2 separate regions of the Zea mays genome follow, and region 2 is linked to region 1. Evidence: chromatin contacts called from public Hi-C data. All regions are on one chromosome and are shown on one strand. Each heading gives the region's core, a stretch centred on a gene start, on an enhancer-like site or on the middle of the called end of the contact. The rest is flanking DNA. Distances are from core to core; before and after follow the strand shown.

Region 1 (6,715 bases), core at 3,621-6,120:
CGGGTAGAAGATAGCCCTACAGTTGCTGATGTGTCACAAGTTTAAATTATTAGAGCAACTCCAATAGTTCTCTAAAAGACTTCCTAAATCAATAATTTAGGTAGTTAATATGAAAACTATTCTACAACAGTTCTCTAAATGAACTTTCTAAATTTAACAACTTGTCATCTAACCTCATTTTCTCTCTACATTTGGCAACCATTTAACAACTCCCTAAACAAAAATGTTGACTGCATTATATAGTTTTTGTGACTTATTTTTTATGTGGATAAATACAAAACAAAATTGCAACCTATATTTAGAGAACTATTGGAGAACTCACATTTTTTTACTCCAAAAGTCATTTAGCAACTTCTTAAATCTGTGATTTAGAGAGCTAAAATTTACATAACTATTGGAGTTGCTCTTAGAGAACTGTTGTAGGGAGATAAGATTTTGGGAAAAAGTGTTTAGTGTAACCCTCAAAACATAGTTTTTGGAAAAAAATTTAGAGACTTTTAGAGTTACTCTGAGAAGTGAGAGCTGGATAACTTGTCAAGTTAAATAGCTAGTCTGTTGAAGACCTATTTTGCTATTAAATAGATAAAATTTAGCTTGATAAACTATTTAGCTAGTATCTGGATCTGGATATGCTAGTATTCCTACTCTAGTAAACAATAAGGATAAAAATAATGATAAGGTAATGACGTCGCGGCTACCGGGAGCCGTCCGATCGACGTTTAAGCGGCTCAGATTGTTGGGTGGTTAAGCACGACTCCTTGGCGTACGGTACGGACGAGGCCCCCTCCCCATTCTATCTCATTCCCAATTCCTCATCTGCTTCGCTTCCCCCCAAATCGAATCCTCATCGCTCCGTCTATGGCGACTCTAACCATGCAGCCGATCGGTCCCACCCCTGCTCCGGCTGCGCAGCAAGACCCAAGGCGAGTGCTCTTCTTGCTGTTTCCCTTTGCTAGATTTGGCAACCAAGCTGGGTTTTGTTCGAGTGCATCGTTTTATTTTTGTGATTTTCTGGTGTCGATCGATGCAGCAAGGGAGAGAATCCTCCTACCGTGGATGGTACCGATCTGGGTGACATCGACTCGGGGTAATTGCTTCCTCTCGCCTTCTAATGTCCGTTTACTTTAAAACACCTAGCTGGGTAGCGCATGGTTTGTTCATGTGCTTGTGCTGCTGCGCAGCTGGGTTATCCTCAAGAACTCGGATGTCGTTTCCGCGGATTTGGCAGCCGCCGCCGTCTGTGGCGGTCAGCGTCTAGGCTCTTCTACGATTCCTAGCTGGTACGGATTTTATACATACATCAACAACAAGCGTGCCGCTTTTGGTGTGAACTGAACCGCAACCAACGCTCTTCTTTTTTTTTCCCCTCCCAGGGCACGGTGGGTTCTCGGAGGTGTGGTTTACACGCTCGTGCCGTTCTACAACAGAGTTAGGCATCTCGAAGGTACACAACAAGAACTTATTACTGTTTCTTTCCATGGTCAACTGTGAAGAAATAACATTCTAGTTCACAATATGACTTGAATATACTCATATCATCAAGTGATGAGTTTGGAGATTCTTATTGCTATGGCCAGACGAGACGGTGGGATTCGTGGAGAATGCTGTGGAGGTTGTGGAGCATTTAGCTGAAGTAACAGAGAAGCTAGCTGCGAATGTGGCTAAGCAACTTCCTGAAGATGGGTCTCTGCAGAAAGCAGTGGAAGAGGTTGAACACATTGCTGAGGTAGTGGATGATGATGCGGAGAAGGTTGAAGCAGTCACTGAAAAGGTTTGCTTTTCTTCTCTTATATTCTTCTTGTTTGATATCGTGTCATTGCAAATCGTGAATTGAGCACAAGAAAATATTGTGCTTGCTTTCTGAGAATCTGATGTATGCCAAGCTGCTAGCTGGTATCTGTATGCACATATATTTTTTGTCTATTCAACTCCTGAAACAAAAAAAGAGAGACCATTTTAGTCATTTCTTTTGGAGAGCAAAACTAGTTACCTATCTTCTGTTGCACTTGGGAGTCTACGGCACTGGGACAATGTGTATTGACAACTGGTCTTGGTAGTTTCTTTTGGAGACCATATAACACTCTCTACCAATGTAAAAGACTTGCTTTGAAGGGGAGGTTAGTTTAGTTGTTTCTTGTGAGGAACTGAGATCAGTAATCATTTGCAGGTAGTGTTCTGCACAGAAATGTTGTACAACACTTGAAATTGCTTGCTTGGTGCTGCATGAGTGTCACTTCAGACATATTTTTTTGACACCATAAGTTGATGGCAACTTCTGTAAGGAATCGGAGAAAAACATAGGTCTGCAAACCGCAAGGCATGCGTCGGATTTTGTTAAGAAAACTTCATATGATGATGTTTTCTGCATCATTTGGAAGTAGCATAAACCGAGCTTGAAACATTTCACTACGTTGCTGTGTTAACATGTGAAGTGAAAGTTGACCTGGAATAAATGATGTTTTTCTTGTGCTGTTGTGCAGATCGACAAGGTCAGTGATGAGATTGATGCTGCTGTGGAGCCGGTCATCGCGGAGCTTGAAAAGGAACTCGATCAGAGCACAACCTCAGACGATGGAGTTGACACAAAGAATTGATCAACTGCATGTTAGGTGTGCTCTTCATTGTACATAGCGTGTGTACTGTTGTTTTTCTTCTCTCTCTCCTCTTTGGAGAAACTGCTTGTACATATGTATGTATGGACCATGAAGATTATTGGTACTGTATCAAGTCACTATCCATAAATAAATACACGTTGGCCTGTGAAAAAAAATATACTAGCTCGCAGAGCTGTGAATTATTGATTCGCATTCGTTTCTATGTAAATTGTTGCCCTCCCGTTTTGTCTTTTTGTATCACAAAAACAATTGTCACCCAAACGTTCGGCAACACGGGCAGACACTTGGCGAGGTCGATGGCCGTGGAGCTAGCTGCCTGGGAATGGGATAGGATATTTTCCCGTGGCGGGATAAAGCCCAACGAGCCCGCGTTACGGATATCTTCGCCATCCGTTGCCTCGCGAGCTCGCCGCCATGGCATTGGCTCTCCCCCTCGCCCGCCTCGTCCCCGCCTGCCAGTGCCAGCCTTGGCCCCACCTGCGCTTTCGGAAGCGCCACGTCTCCTTCGCCGCTCACGCCAGTTCTCGCGCCGCCTTCGCTGCCTGCGCGGCGGCCCCTGCCCTCCAGGTCCAGGCGCCGGAGGCGGAGGCGGAGGCGGAGACGGTCGAGCAAGTGGGCCCGAAGACACGCCTCGTCGCGCAGAACATCCCGTGGGACTGCACGGCCGACGAAATGCGCGCGCTCTTCGAGAGCCACGGCTCCGTCGTCGGCGTCGAGGTAAGCGTCTGCTTCCCTTCCCTTAGTAACGGACTAACTGCAATCCTGTTAGACAGTGGATGCTAACAAAATTATTGGCTGCCATCCAGAATGAAGAGCTAATGTAGTTTAATATAATGATGCAAACCAGAATTCTGCTACTATCTGGGAATATTATTGTCTGGTTGCTGCAAACTCCATTGTATTGTGTGTAGAGAGATTAATTACTAGTAAAGTGCTCTTCCCTTTGCTAGCTATATATTTTTTAAAGAACAACAACATATGGGCTAATCTTATATGGTTACCTAGTTTGTATTTGGGTCCTGTGAATCTGTGCTCAGTAGTGTGCAGGGTAGGTGTTGATCAAAGATTGAACTCAACAACAAGGAATCTGAATTATGCTGCGAATATGTCTGAAATCACTTTGTTCAGCATGCTGAAACTCAGGCCCTCCTGTTCAGAGGAGAATGCTTTGTGTTAATTAGATAGATAGATTGCGATGCCACGTGTTTCCACCTTTCGCTTAGGATAATAACTTTTTTCATGGTTATCCAATTCATGATGGGGGTATCTATCTGTTTTTCTTTTGTCTAGAATTATGTACAGAAGAAAATAGTGACAGCATTAGTGATTATTTTTTTGTTCCTTGATTTCCTAGCTTTCAATGTACAGCGCCAATAAAAACAGAGGGTTGGCGTTTGTAACCATGGGTTCAGAAGAGGAGGCTCTTGCAGCTCTCACCCATCTCAATTCAACTGTAAGTTACTTTTAATTGAACAAAGCGTTGTTTCAGCTCGCTCTGCTTAACTGACCATTATTTCCCGTCTGTTTTTATGTAGATTTTAAATGATAGGAAAATTAAGGTGGACTTCGCAAGGCCTAGAAAGAAGCAACCTAAGCAACCTGCTGTGGTATCGGATGACACGGAAAAGTATGTTGTGTTTGTCGGGAATTTGACATGGAGGGTAAGAAATCGTCACCTTCGGGAATTATTTGCCTCTGCCCCAGGTGTGGTATCAGCTGAAGTTATCTTCCATACCACCACTCCGAGACGATCTGCTGGCTACGCGTTTGTTTCTTTTTCTTCGAAAGAGAGCGCAGGGGCCGCCATATCTGCTTTCAACGGAAAGGTAAAAATATATTAGTAATGGGGGTGGTTCTACTTGGTACTACCAGTTGCTGCTTTCGTATTTGACCTAGTATGATCTTCTGATCATTATTGCAGATATTGATGGGACGGCCCATTAACGTGATGTTCAAAGATGAAAATGGTGAAAAGAATGAACCTTCTTCTGTCCCAAAGAAGGCCGAGGTGGAACCATCTGATGACCAGAGTGATAAGCTAAGCATGAACTGTTAACGAAACAAATAGGTCATATCTGTCATTACACACACATATATATTCTGACCCATGGTATTTCCTTTTCAGAAATAGTTATGTCCCTTGTTTTATTGATTTGCCAATCTGGTGTATGTTCGTCGTGAGGCAAACGTGAGCGCTGTGAGGGCGTCAAATCCTCCCGCGCGCGTTGCAAGGGTCCTAAATATAAACTTAATTAGGTTTAATAAATTTGTCTCGTCTTTTTAATTTTATAGTTTCTATATTTAATACTCGTAATTACTATTTAAACATTCGGTGTGACATAAATTAAATTTTAGTTAGGTGGAACCAAACAGAGAATTGAGGGGGGTTGCAGTGAATTAGGAGAGGATTTTGACATATAGGGCATTTGTAGATTTAAGACAAACGAACATGAGTCATGGGCAGCCAATGAACATGATTCCATACGTATTGTTGGCCGACGAAAGGAAAATAAGTATACTCGGACGTATTTGCGTAGGAGCATAGCAGTTGGACTGGACATGCCGTGTAATGCACCACGACGCGGTTAACTCGGGACGGAAGCAACGCAACTCGGCACGAAGAAGGAAAAGCCACCACCGGTTCCTCCGCCGTCCCCGCGGTTTCAGTTCCTTGCTTGCTTGCTTGCTCTTGCTCTCCCTCTCTCGTGGAAGCCAGCCACACAAGGCAGAAAGAGAGAGTGACGTTGTGTTCCATCCCGTTCCGCTGAAGCAACCGCTCTCCTACACCAAACCACCCACACCACTCTAGGTCTCTAGCCGATGCGATGGATGTGGATCCAGCAGCGGACCAGCGGAGGAAGAACAAGGGCGGGCTGGAGTCGGAGCTGGAGCGCCACTACGACGACCTGCAGCGGGAGATGATGCTGATGGCCGCCGATCGGCCGCACAAGCAACTGCAACAGCATCGACGTCACGGGCACCGCCCCGATCTGCTCCAGAACTGCGACCTGCCCCCACCGGCCAAGCTCTTCGGCCCCGTACCCACCCTGCAGAGGTCCTTCTCAATCCCCGATCTCATCTCATCTCGGTTTCGGTGTTTGATTCATTCCTTGAATTGAGCTGGATTCCTCCAATCAATTGGGAAGGCTGGAGACCGCTGCTGCCAAGGACCACAAGGCCGACGACGGCCTGCTGCGGGCGCTGCGCCTGTCGCAGTCGCGCGCGCGGGAGGCGGAGGACAAGCTGGCGGCCGCGGGCGCCACCAACGTCGACCTCGCGGCGCTGCTCGTGCGGGACTCCGTCGCGCTCTCCGCCCACCGCCGCTGGGTCATGATGCTGGAGGCCGAGAATTCCCTGCTCCGAGGACCACGACGAGATGCGGATGGTCCGGAACCGGACCACGGAGCCGGCGGGGTGGCCGCGTGGTGGGTCGCGCTCGCCGTCTGCGTCGGCGTCGCCGGCGTCGGCCTCGCGCTCGGCAGGTTCCTCTGCTGAACAACTGTGATGGATCATTCTCCTTCCTTCCTGCTGCTGTAGAAAGTGTAAATCTACTTCGAGACGACGATCGATCGATCAATCAATCAGTCAAAAAAAAAACTGTAAATACTGCTACAGTAGTACGGAGTAGGATTGGTCTCCAAGTTAAAGTACCCATTCCTGCACGCTTTCTGCTTTAGCTTGTGGAAACAATCTGTTGAGAATTTGATGCCTGCCGTGAGGTTCCGTGTCACTTTCCATTGCTCACAGTCACAGCACAGAAATTGTCGCGCATTCATGTACGACGACAAGGACTTTTCCCTGTAGTTGTAATCCATTTTTTTTGAAAAAAACAATTAATTGATTTTACCTGTAAATTCTCCAGTTCTTTTACGGGTAAATTCTAAAATGCGCAAGCAATTCTTCACCAAATGGAAGCAGGTCGAGTCAGTCCTAGATGGGGTCGGTGGCACCTGCTCCGCTTTGCCATCTGCTCTTGAACACGTCAGTCAAGGACGACCAAAGAGAAGAAAACTACTACAATACAACTGATACAGACAGAGAAATAAAGAGATTTTATTCATATTGGACGACGAAAATTCAATATGTCCTTCTCGGTGGTG
Region 2 (7,072 bases), core at 2,493-4,992, 170 kb before region 1:
TAGATCAAAGGATCCCTGTCCATGTGCATATAGGTTGTCTTATGATGGATTATCGCTGGTGCTTCCATCCATCAGCAAGAGGATACTATATGCATCCGCACTCGAGTTCCACCGCCTTGTACAGTACCGAAGCATAAGCTTTGCTCATTTTACCGACACCAGATTCGGGGAGCAGGCTGCGTCCTTGACGCCTGGTTGCTGTGTTGTAGTGTTACTCGAAGGTAATGTTTATGACCTACCTGAAGAGTAAAGATAAAAGAAACCATGAGTTAGTTCATAATCTAACTTTCTCTGGTATTTCAGGGAATAGGCGTGTAGATTCCATTTGTAAGGATCCCTCCACAATTGCCGTTGTTTGCTGGAGAGGGAAGGGGACCATTAACGTTATGGTTTCTCCCTCGGATAGGAAGGATCTCCTTGAAAGGATGGCGTATCGATTTGGATGATGGATGGTAATTTTACTCTTGTCACCTTCGTCATTGTAATTTTATTGCCTGGTTGTTTTACCTGCCCGTGGGGTTCCAAGTCAAGGACAGAACAGCAGCAGCTGGCTGCAGTAGTTTAATGGGCTTGAGCGCAATCAAAATCACATCGCTTTTTTTTCCCCCTTCTCCTGCCGTGTGCCGTATTTTCTTCCTTGTTCAGTCCAAGCATTTGTGGGCACACTAGCTTTTCTGCGCCTTTATCCCAAGCAGCACGGTGCTAGTGGCAAGCTGCAAACCAAGCATCATATCATACTATGTTATCACATTCTCTTTTGGAAAAAAAAAATCGGTCCGGCAGCTAGCTAGTAGCTACTATGAACTTTATAGTCTCTTGGCTCTTGGGCTTACCTTAAAGACTCACTCGCTTGACTTGGTCCATGGACTTCCACCACACGTGGGGACGAAAGTTAAAATAAAACTTATTACAAGAGAGATATCATATATAGTGTTCACATTAAAAAAATGGGCTAACAGAGAGATTAGACTTTACTAATAAGTTCTTGGCATCAAGAAGCAATAGGGGAAAAAAATTGGATCCCTTTAGGCTTTCCGCTGTCCAAACTGGTGGCTGAGCCGGAGAGCCTGACACCGAGAAAACCAGTTCGGAGTCTGATTTGTTTTCAAATCGGTTTTGAATCTATGTTTAATATAGAAAACCTGTAGATCGGTTTTGAATCTATGTTTAATATAGAAAACCTGTAGACTGTGTGTTTGACATAATTTTTACAGGGATAAAGGTGGGAGCATATCCTGTACGCAAAGAAGTCATGTGCTCCCAGGCACAAAATGCATCCAGCCGATCCGTTCTGTATCTAACGGTGTTATGACATTTTTGCAAATAAGTCTTCCCACGCTTCCCACATTAGTGTTGTTCATTAAAAAAACCCCGGTACGCCCCTTCTCCCCAAACAGCAGGCAAACGCATCCCAACGCTAGTGCTGTTCTATTTATATGTGTTAATGTTATCCAAATAAAGCCTCAGTATTTTGCTTTTGAATGTAAACTGAGCTACTATATTTTCTGAATGTTGCTGCCTTAGGGCATCACCAAGAGACTAGTTAAATGTTGCTGCTGTTTGGAAAGAAGGGGTGTCGGATTTTTTTTGAAAAAAAAGAACATCACTTAGCGTGGGGAGCGTGGGTAGTGGAAGACCTTATTTGTAAAAAGACCACAACACCGTTGAATATTGGACCGATGGGTTGGATGCATTTTGCGCATGGAAGCACCGGCATCCTTTGCGTACAGGATATGCTCCACTGCTCCTTTATATGAACGAGTGGATGGCAACCGATTGAGTAATTAACTTCCAATCGTAAAAAAAAGCAGCAGAGACCATTACTTTGAGACGACTGTTAATAGGCGGTCTTAAATATTCTCCACGGAATTTCATGGCTACAGGGATAGGATGGTGATAGTGAGGGTGTGACAGGCCACAAGCAGCAGCAGAGACAATTGTCAATGACGCTTTATATTTTTCCGTATGGATATAAATAGAGATTCGGGGTGAAGACTGTCAGATCAAGCAGGACCACGACTAGATCTGAAAATTTGGGCTGACCATTTTGGGTCGTCCACGGCCTAAAAATAGAACCTCAAAAAAACATGGCCCGACATGTCTCAAATTATTGTGCTGTGACTCAACACGATTAGATGGCCTACGCTGAGGCTGGCACACCAAGAAGTGAGACACGAATTAGTAAACTAACATTATGGTTATTTTATGCTCCAATAATTTTAACTGCTTTATACAAGTTATAGGAAACATCGATTCTTATATTCATCTTAGTAGAATATATGTTCTTATTATAAACATATATGTATATAGCAATTTTGAGTCACGTTGCATGACATAACAATCTATTTTTAATTGCTTTCTCTTGCTCTTATGATTTTTTAAATCTATAATAAAGCTATGAATAATTTGAAGTTATATATTTTTCAGCCCTAACGACGACTATGGAGCTTGCCTTGGCATCTTGACAAGGACCTACCTTCCTATTTGGTTGGCTGCTAATTAAAACTTGGTATACCACATTAATTAATTCTAGGCATGTGTGTTTTGTTTCACATTATAAAGTGGGATTTGTCAAACTTTGTTACGAATAGCAGGTTCTTAGTAATTTACACACGTCGGTTGGTTGGGCCTGGACGAAGGAAGGATTTGTACAGATCAGATGAGAGAGTTTTGAGTTTGCAACTATGAACTATGTACTACTATCTATCTCTTTCGACCAAGAGATGAAAAGCAAAACATAACTAAGCTAAACTACTAGCTCGTCGTCGTAGCTGTCGTAGTTGTCGTCGTCGTCATCCTCCGTATCGACCGTGAGCTGAGGGCCAAGATATGGCGCCCCGGCGACGGTGAAACCCTCGGGCAGGTCCGTCTCTTCCAAGACAGCGAAGCCCGGGAGGGACGGGACGGGGACGTCGGTGAAGTAGGTGGAGGGGCGGCCGTGGTCCTCCGAGTAGGGCGGCGTGAGCACGTCGAGGATGGCGCAGGGCGTGACGGCGGTGAAGGCGTGCAGGTTGCCGCCGCTGCGCGGGAAGAGGACGGACGCCGGGCAGGGCGCCCGGCGCACCACGTCCGCGGCCACCACCCTGGCCAGGCCACGTTTCCTCCTCCTGGGCGGCGACGGCGAATTATCAGGCGGCGCGGCGACCCAGTCGTAGGAGCGCACGCGCACGGAGCCGTACAGCAGCTTGCTGAGCACTACCATCTCCGGGTGGTCGTGCAGCGGCAGCGTCGCGCCGGCCGGGAAGCAGAAGACGCCAATCTGCGTGATGAATGCACGAGCAGGGACGCGGGGGAATCGGTCAGATACGAAGCACAACAACACAAAACTGACTCCAGCTAGGTAGCTAGCTAGCTTTACCGAGAAATCGTCGCACTGGTGTATGTGCACGTAGGTGATCCGCGTGAACGCCGGCGCCGGCAGGAGGAGGTCGTCGTCGGACGAGGACGAGGACGACGTCGGCTTCTCCCCGTCGTCGATCCCGACGTCGGCTGCTTCCACGCCATCTGAAGCAGAGGAAAAAAAACATTAATTAATTTATATTGACCGGGCGGCCAGGCGGCGAACAAGGCAGAGGTAGTAAACTGACCGAGGATGTTCTGCAGCCATGTGATGTCCCCGAGCGTGGGCGCCACCGGCGGCGAGGAGAAGACGACGTCGCAGGCGTCGTAGAGGCGCTGCACCTTGCTGAGTGCCATGATGTGCGGCGGGAGCGCCATGGTGGTGGTGGTGAGCTGTTGCGATGGAATTGCGGTCGTCGTGGTGATTTCATTTATAAAGCTTTAACGTGGTGCGGCATGGCCCGTGGGGTGGTCTGGACTCTGGATGCCGCCCAAACCGTGGTCGCGTGCGTCCCAGCCAGCCAGCCAACCCCGGGGCACTGCCCTGCTGTTTCTGACGGCGCTGCCTGCCTTGGCTGTTCGCGCGCCCCCTTTTTTCGTTTCCTGACAAAAAGTCTAAAACTAAAAACAACTTGCTGCACTGAACTTGTGTTCGGTCGCTTGGGATCTCGACAGCGTCCACTTTGGGGTTCGAGTTTTGTACATGTAGCGCCCGTCCACTCGATTGATAATTCTTTCTTTGTTTTTTTGGTTTGTTTTGGTCTGTTCAGATTTATTTCGGGAATGGTTTAATCCCACTTGCCAAGCACTACTATACCTTGTTAGCAAAGTTGTAGTATCTTGATAAAAGTCAGGATTTGAGCGTGATGTTTTCAACAGCTGAAGCATACGGTTCTTTTTTTTTTAAAAAAAAACATCTAGTCTAATACGGAGTATTGTATACGGCACGAATCCTATCCACAGAGGCGAAAAGACAAGTTATTCCACGCGCCTCTGCCAGTGGTAAGAACCGCTGCAACGGAAAAGCTGTGATGTGGGGTGGTGGCGGCGGTAGAGCAGCAAACATGGGCCGGCGCGTTGGTATGGATGCGCATGCATGCGCTGTGCCCAACACACAGGCCGACAGGCGCCCACGTGCCACTAGGGTGCTAATGGATTATGATCCAAATAATTTTTCATAAACTGTTAAGACTCTAAATAAAGTTTAATTAAAAAATAAATAAAAATAGAGTTTAATACTAACCTGATTCGATCATTAAATCTTTAGAGTCATTATCACCCTACGTGCCATCTATCACACCTAGCCTAGCTCATGCCATGGATGGATACACTTTATTATCTAGCCCGCTCCAGATATCCAATCCGGACGAAACGGCAAAAGAGGCCCAAAATACGATGGCCTGCCCAACATGGAAAAGTAGGGGAAAAAAAGAGAAGACATTTTTTTCTCACAAATTTCGGTGAAACAATGAAGAAAAGAAACTCCTAAACTATAGTGATCTATTAGGACAGCTGACAAACGTTTGTATCACCCGAAAATGAAAGAAAGAAAGAAAGAAAGAAAGAAAAAAGGTCTCAGGCTCAGAGCTTGCGCGCGAGCTGGATGAGCAAGTTGGCTTTCCTCTGCGCCCTGCTGGTGCCGTTCTTGGCGATCCTGGAGAGGTCCTCGTGGAGTCCGAACCTGAGCCCGTGCACCAGCAGCGGCCTGTTGTTGCTGCCCAGCTCCAGCAGCACCGACAGCGCGCACTCCTTGTTCTTGGGCGTGCCGTCCTTGATCAGCCGCACCAGCCTCTCCACGAACGCCGTCGTCCCGATCTCCGCGCGGCACGCCGCGTGCGACGACAGCACCAGGAAGATGGACAGCGCCTCGTCCACCATGCCCAGCGCGCTGTCGTCCATCACCCCGATCAGCGCCGCCACCACGCCCGCCTGCGTGGCCCGGACCTTGTTCTGCGGGCTCAGCACCAGGTTGAAGATGGCCGTGGCCGCGTCCTTCTTCCCGCGGGCGGTGCCGCTGCTGCGCAGGAGCTCCACCAGCGGGGCCAGCCCGCCCAGGCTCCCGATCGCCGCCTTGTTCTCGTCCAGCATCGACAGGCTGAACAGCGTCGCCGCCGAGTTCTCCTGCGCCTCCGGGCTGCCGTTCCGCAGGATCTCGATCACCAGCGGGATGGCGCCTCCCCTCGCGATCAGGGCCTTGTTCTTGTCGTCGATGGACAGGTTCAGCAGCGACGTCACCGTGTTCTCCTGCGCCTTCTTGTCGGGGCACGCCAGCAGCCCGATCAGCGCCGGGATGCCGCCGCTGTCGACGATCAGCGCCCGGTTCTCGGGGCACTCCTTGGAGAGCCGACGGATCTTCTTCACCGCCTTGCGCTGCACGTCGGGGTGGATGGACGACATGCCTTCCACCAGCGACGGGATGCTGTCGGCCGCGTCCGCCGCCTCCCCCTTCCGCTCCGACTCCGTCTCCGCCGGCTCCCGCTTCTGCAGCTCCACCATGTTCCTCTCGCACCACTGCAGGATCAGGTTCTTGAGCGCGTAGTTGGGCGCCAGCGACAGGTGCGCCAGCGGCTGCCGCGACTTGGGGCACGTCCGCTCCCCGCCGTCCAGCCACTTCTGGATGCTCCGCCGCTCGTACGTCTGCCCGCTGGCCACGATCACCGGGTCCGTCATGATCCCCAGCGTGATGGGGCACAGGAAGTCGTTGGGGATCATCAGGGAGGGGCACTTGTCAAGGCTTTTGGGCATGGACACGTCGCCGCCAAGGACGTCCTTCTCGTCCACGCCCGCGATCTCCTTGAAGCGGTTCAGCAGGCCCACCATCTGCGTCGTGCTCTCGTTCCTCTCGTTGATGAGCTTCTTTACGGCCATCGTCTCTGCCCTCAGCTCCGCCAGCGTCTGCAGCTCCAGCTTCCTGGCGAGCCTCTCCAGGATGGCCCTGTCGGCGTTCCTCTCCTGCTCCTCCTCCTCCTTGTTCTGGAGGATCACCATCAGATCCATCGACAGCTCCATGTCTTGAGTGTCCGTTCGCTTCTTGCACCTCATCAGCTGTGCGTTCATCAGCTCCACCTGGAAGAATTGAATGGCACTGTAAAGAATTGATGGCAGCTAGCCGGAGATGCGTATGCGTAGGTGGCGCGCGCGCGAGGGCTTACTTGCTCCTTGACCTCGTCGGAGATGGCGAGCTCGGCGTACGGCATCCCGTCCAGCGCGCTGTGCATCTTCTCGTACACGTCGCGGAACTGGGCAAGCACCGTCTCGCTCTCAAGCGCCTGAAATCAAACCAAACCAAATAAAAACAAAAGGAAGAGTATCAACATGACAACATGCATGGGCCGGCCGGGCCGCCAGGGCATTAATGAGCATGCATGGCACTGACAGGCACATCGAATCGAACCAACCAGGTAGATCTTGCTGCCGTCGTGGCAGGTTCGTAGCAGGCGTCGCGCGGCGGCGAGCGCGCGGCCGAGAAGGGCGAGCCGGCGGTAGGCGTCGTCGGTGAGCCGGGGCGCGGCGTCGCGGAGCTCCTCCAGGAGCGGGAGGACGAGCTGCAGCCAGCGGAGGAGGTTGGCGCACTCCTTGCGCTGCGTGCGCCGGAACTCCGCGAAGGCGCGCGCCGCGTTGACGGTGAGCAGGAGCTCCTCCACCAGGTCCTCGTCGTCCATCTCCCGCCCCATGGACGATGGCTCCGCGGGGTCGTCCGGGGACGACGGTGGCAGCGTTGGTGGCGGCGGCA

Evidence for each region. Hi-C and Micro-C count contacts between places; a contact is called where the count stands out from the background.
Region 2: a Hi-C map of tassel shows a contact between it and region 1, with 4 times the contacts expected there. The contact joins the promoter of LOC100280802 here to the promoter of LOC100278045 in region 1. A contact is called at or near these places in 14 of 25 Hi-C or Micro-C datasets (bundle sheath, ear, endosperm and 5 more) and 1 of 3 datasets of contacts at active chromatin or transcription factors (leaf).

Annotation. Positions count from the first base shown.
Region 1 is chr1:186,170,718-186,177,432 of Zm-B73-REFERENCE-NAM-5.0, reverse strand. LOC100278045 reads left to right here and starts at 4,870. Exons shown (of 2, transcript NM_001151452.2): 1 at 4,870-5,670; 2 at 5,762-6,324. The coding sequence starts at 5,441. The coding sequence ends at 6,110. It overlaps LOC100283883, which reads left to right and starts at 2,910. Exons shown (of 4, transcript NM_001156781.2): 1 at 2,910-3,332; 2 at 3,970-4,068; 3 at 4,151-4,441; 4 at 4,537-4,876. The coding sequence starts at 3,030. The coding sequence ends at 4,671. It overlaps LOC100192591, which reads left to right and starts at 828. Exons shown (of 6, transcript NM_001137806.1): 1 at 828-923; 2 at 1,031-1,087; 3 at 1,182-1,280; 4 at 1,374-1,444; 5 at 1,578-1,771; 6 at 2,481-2,770. The coding sequence starts at 859. The coding sequence ends at 2,594.
Region 2 is chr1:186,342,938-186,350,009 of Zm-B73-REFERENCE-NAM-5.0, reverse strand. LOC100280802 reads right to left here and starts at 3,742. Exons shown (of 3, transcript NM_001367141.1): 1 at 3,588-3,742; 2 at 3,359-3,504; 3 at 2,679-3,259. The coding sequence starts at 3,717. The coding sequence ends at 2,747. It overlaps LOC103641388 (U-box domain-containing protein 15), which reads right to left. Exons shown (of 3, transcript XM_008664748.3): 1 at 6,738-7,072; 2 at 6,492-6,608; 3 at 4,764-6,405. The coding sequence ends at 4,921. LOC103641349 (RNA cytosine-C(5)-methyltransferase NSUN2) reads left to right here. Exons shown (of 17, transcript XR_560270.4): 14 at 1-221; 15 at 304-452; 16 at 2,428-2,509; 17 at 2,595-2,741.